2 separate regions of the Xenopus laevis genome follow, and region 2 is linked to region 1. Evidence: chromatin contacts called from public Hi-C data. All regions are on one chromosome and are shown on one strand. The core of a region is the stretch at or near the end of the contact, and the rest is flanking DNA. Distances in the headings are between cores, read along the strand shown.

The links. A called contact is a pair of places that touch in the nucleus more often than the background predicts.
Region 2: a contact with region 1 is called in a Hi-C map of the XTC cell line, with 3 times the contacts expected there. The contact joins two enhancer-like sites. A contact is called at or near these places in 2 of 4 Hi-C or Micro-C datasets (the XL177 cell line and the XTC cell line).

The regions. Positions count from the first base shown.
Region 1 is chr3L:100,252,009-100,254,708 of Xenopus_laevis_v10.1, forward strand. No RefSeq gene overlaps it. Among protein-coding and RNA genes, the nearest start is that of rbpms2.L, 32 kb to the right of the region's middle. Within about 2 kb of position 1,258, at least 1 of the 7 cell types and tissues checked has an H3K27ac peak or open chromatin away from gene starts, as enhancers often do.
Region 2 is chr3L:100,312,645-100,315,344 of Xenopus_laevis_v10.1, forward strand. No RefSeq gene overlaps it. Among protein-coding and RNA genes, the nearest start is that of rbpms2.L, 29 kb to the left of the region's middle. Within about 2 kb of position 1,302, at least 1 of the 7 cell types and tissues checked has an H3K27ac peak or open chromatin away from gene starts, as enhancers often do.

The sequences.
Region 1 (2,700 bases), core at 8-2,507:
CACACAGAACCCAACTCTGCTCTGATGCTGCCAGCAATTCCTATCCCCACCATCATCAAGTATGCTTTCCTTTCTCGTTTATTGAATGCATTTCCACAACTACCTCGCCATGCAACAGAATGTCTATATAAGATTGGTTTAACAAGGGATTTTAATCATTCCTGGGACAACTAGACTAGAAGTTGGGTAGTAGGTCACCCCCATACATACTTCTATTTTATAAGTATGCCATATACACCTCAGCATGAATGATTTATTGTTATAGACAACAACATTAGGGATGCTTTAAACCCAGAATGAATCCAAGTGCCTGGCCAAACTAAGTTTTAAAATAACTTGACTTTTCTTAACACAAACAAGGAAGTGCACGGATGTGGGCCCAATCTTTCCTGAAGGATTCAGAATCCAGCCAAATCCCAAAATAGTGGATTCAGCGCATCCCTATTATTTATGCATAGTGTTATTTTGCACCTGGATAATGAAATCACCAGTTAGTGGAAAAGTTAAGCTGGTTTCTATGAAAAGTCTTTGACTATATATATTTAATAGTGCTTAAGTGTAGCATTATATGGTGACTGTGCTATTAAAGGGGTTGTTCACCTTCAAACACATTTTTCCAGTTCAGTTGGTTTCAGATTGTTCACCAGAAATAATTACTTTCTATTTTCTATTTGTGACCCGTTTTCTAATACTGAAGTTTCATTTTTCACCTTCTAAAGCAGCTCGGAGAGGGGAGGTGGGTCACCGACCCTTTAACTGTTCTAAACTGATACATTTAGTTGATACATTTCTTTTCTTTGTCCCTGCTGAACACAATTCATAAAAAGACAGCTGTTGATTGATACAATAGATGCGAATATTCCACAGATACTGCTGAAAAATGTATCAACTAAATGTATCAACTAAATGTATCAACTAAACATAGCAAATTGTAATAGCTCAGAATGTTCCTGGATCACAGCTACCAGACTGAGACAGGAACATTAAACTTTAAACTTAAATTTGGAGAACATTTTAAGAATTAAAAGATGGAAATCAATTGAAAAAAGTCTTTGTTTATGGTGAACAATCTGAAAACAAGGAACTGAAAAAGTATTTGGAAAGTGAACAACCCCTTTAATAGGTGTGGATTACTTGAACTGTTAAAAACAAATGTCGAAGGTCTACATTAAAACAATTAGAACTAAGTACAGAATGGAATCAGATCGTGGGAACATGTTTTGTATGGGAGGCTCAAATACAACAGTCTCCTCCTGCCTTCACCCCCCTCCAGGCTCCGGCTGTTGCTGAGAGAGGAAAAAGGAAACCCGTTTCGGAAATGCTGTTCAAAGACTTAGCTGTTGGAAATATACTGTAGTACAAAAAATAAGAATTAGTATAAACTTCCCAAATGACATGTTGTTATATCACTGAGATATATCATTATATATATATATATATATATATATATATATATATATATATATATATATATATATATATATTATATATATATATATATATATATATATAGTGCAGATTCACTGGAGCACAGAGGAGCATGGAGGGTCCAATACTTTTTTCTATAACTCTTTTTAAAGGAGAACTAAACCCTAAAAATGAATATGGCTAAAATGTCAAAATATTCTGAATTTACTGCACCAGCCAAAGTTTCAGCATCTCTATAGTAGTAATCTAGGCCTTTACAGTTATCACAGGAGGTCCCCATCTTGGGAGAAGTGTCTGCGACATGCACATGCTCAGTGTGCTTTGAGTGAAGCTAAGCTTAGGGGTCATCACAAATTATCAAACAGAAAATTATGCTGACCTGTCATGTAAGCTGATGATACATGGCTGATTATTAAATTCACAAGCTTATTGCACTGGTTTCAGAGCTGCCATGTTATGTGAACTAATAACTAATTAACCTTATATTGTGACATTTATATTATATTTGAACATGTGCAGTGAATCAGCAGAAAAGAAGATGGGGAGCTACAGGGGCATCTTTGGAGACACAGATATTTACTGCCAAAGAACCGTGGTTGCCTTGGGCTGGGATAGAAACCCAATACATAATATACAACATTTCTAGCCTACTTCTTTAGATAAGCTTTGGTTAAGCATTTAGGAGGATAGGTTAGAGGGGAAGAGGAAAGGTGTTTTTTTTGGGAGGGAGGAGAGGTTAGAGGGGGAGAAGAAAGGTGTTTGGGAGGGATTAAAAATGGTTAGGAAAGAAATAAAGGATGTAATGAAGGGAATAAAGAGTGGATTCTCTTTTCTTTCCAGTATAGATATGTCATTTACTTAACACATGGGAAGCTAGCCATTGATGTAAAGATTTTTAAAAGATTTTTTCGTTATCGTTCGACCAAGCTTATCTTGAAACGATCGTTTTTATGTACAATTTGTCCATCAATTAAAAAGACCATTTCAAGCGATGCTGTCGAGTTGAAGCCAGGAAAACTGAGGGTATCTGCCTGCTTGGCCATGCAAACAAAGATAGATTTCACTGTGAAAATGTTTTAACCTGGCCGATCAATTAGATGCACAATCGTTTGATTCCCACTAACATCACGATAATTTGACGAATTTGTTGGATTGCACTAAAATTGGTCGTTCACCAAAGAAAAATCTTTTAGTCTATGGGGACCTCGAAACAGTAAAGCTTGCATATGCCAGGCTGTATATACACAAAATAAAATATAGAGTTATAAACAC
Region 2 (2,700 bases), core at 52-2,551, 61 kb after region 1:
TACTTTCTTTATAATAATGCTTATTCCTTTGTATCCTGATGCACAGTTATGCATGTAATCTTATTTATAACATTCTCCCTCTTCCCTACCAGAGGCATGTGTATTTGTACAGTATATACATTGGCACAACATATGTACTTGATGATGTGTAGACATAATTGGGGGAGTGAGCACCTTCAGAGCGTGGTGTACCAGGAAGGGAGAGGATAACTAAAAGCTCATGATTAAGACAGATAAAGGTCAGAGGTAGCTCAACTGCTGAGTCTTAAAGGGATATTCCTTTTGTACAGCTCCTGCTTGATTCCCTTTTAACACTAAAGTTTCTAAAGCAGCATGAAAGATCTGAAATTTATATTTATTAACATTGTAGACAAACATTGATGGTGAGCATCACTGACTGTTTTGCTGAGGTCCTGACCTCAGTAATATTCTTTGTTCAAGGCTTGATACACTTCTACAATCCTGTGTATCAAGCTTTTTGTTCAGCACCTCTCCAGTTTGGAATTTCAGCAGCTATCTGGTTGCTAGGGTCCAATATACCCTTGCAACCAGCTATTGGTTTACATTTGAGAAGGGATGATGAGGGCCTTAATAGAAAAATAAGTAGTAAAACGTAACAAAAACATTAAACTTGTAACCCCATTATAGCTGGTTTTTCCAAATAAGGAAATTCGGACAGGACATTGAAGTTAATGGCGTGACGATCAGCCAATTGATGATCGCCATGTCATTAGTACTGTCCCCAAAGCCATCAGCCCCCCTGAAATCTCCTTCCCCACCCCCAATGTCACCTGCCTTGCACCCTGACTGGAGTTGGAAACAAAAAGATGGCAACCTTATCTGGATGCCCCACCCCCATTGTGAAATTTCCTGCTGCCCCACCAGGTACCACTAGCGGATGTCACAAACCTATCCTCCTGCACCCAGGCCCAAGCAGTAGTCATTTGCCGACTTCCACACAATTTTTGTGTGTCACAGGTGGTTCAGGCTGAACTTTACCATGCACCCACTCCGCCTGCGACCTTTCAATACCCCACTTCCTTCTGCCACTAGTCACCACTTTTTATAGACTAGCACCCAGAGCTGGGCCAAGCCAGCCAGGTGCCCTAGGCAACGCCAGACGCCCTACACAATGCCGACTGTGCGCACGCATGCGCGTTAGCGTCTATTGGATGTTCAGCGACTGCACGAAAAGGCACTCACGCGCAAGTAGACATCGCGTGCATGCGAGGATTGACGCGCTTTGGCAAAACAATGCCAAAGTGGCCGGTCGGTCACAGAGCAGAGAGGGGTAGTCAGAGAAGTACGTGCATGGCGCCCCCCCCCAGCTTTGAGCCTTAGGCATGTGCCTACTCTACCTACCCCTAGTTCAGACCCTGCTCGCACCTGTGTGCCTTGTCCCTTCTGTGATGTCAGTGCTGGACGGGGTGTGTGCTGGTCTATAAATATGGAGGTGTGCCGGGTTAGGGTCAGGTGCAGGTAGTAAAGGGGCAAGTTAGGGTTGGTTGCACATCGACTTTTAACCCAGGGAGGCAGGACCCAAGGGGGGTGAGTGTGGGCCCCGATGCTGCAGGTCCAGTGGGCCGAGAACCCCCAATCCAACGCTGTTAGTGCCCAACCTCACAATGCCATAGTATCGAGTAGAAAGCGTTCCCAGAAGAGTAGTGCCTGTTAAAGGAAGGATAGACTGTGAACTACTGGTTTTTGATTAAGGTGTTGCGCAGGCAGGTGTCCAGACTTTAGGGTGATATCTTAACTGTTGACTACCATAGTGTAAATAAAAGGATAATAACATATTTAGGTAGATAAACCTATAGAACGTTTTTCTTAAAAAGGACGGGGGTTAGAGATGCATCATGTCATGATGCATTTATTCATCACAGTGAACTTTAGATGTGGTTGTTCTAATAATGACTATTGTCTCCACCTAGTGGCAATAAAGTGCCACTAAATACCGACTGTTTAAAAAAAAAAAAATGTTAGCAGAGGTTATTGCTTTTGTGAATTTACTCGAGAGCATGAGCAAGAAATGGTTTGGGGGAAATGGATAACATTGATGTCAGAGAGCTCCAATATCACTAGTGTATATGTAAAGTCTTTCAAAAGGCATTACCAAACATTTTAGGGTAATCATTTGGCTGGGTGGTGAATACAAATACTATTGTTATGAATTAAGACATTGAAAATAAAAGGTCATGGTTTACCTATAGATATAAGATCTTCCCAAGTGTGATATAAATGTATATAGTCTACAGGTGCACAATAATGCAATGCATATAAACAAACTGCCAGGTTACATCTACATTAGCCATCAACCTATTGATTCAGGAAGAAATGGTTGCAACAAAATGCAGTGTTTTAACCAGGTGTGATTTTAAGATACAGAAATATACAGCCGAATACAGAAACTTGTGAAGGTGATATTTAAACAGATTATTCTCACAGCTTTCATGTGACAGAAGAATGGCCTAGAAAAGCAAATTGTATTTGTACAACATTTAATGAAAATAACAAAAGAACAGAAAGGAGATGACCAGGGTCGGACTGGGGGGCTTGGGGCCCACCGGGGTTACTGCCCCAGGGCCCAGCCCCCCGCCGGGTCTGTGCGCATGCGCGGCACCTCGTTTGTGTGCACTCACAAATTTTTTTTACTCGCCGGCATTAAAACAAGGTATTGTCTTCTTTGTATTCATTAATCTA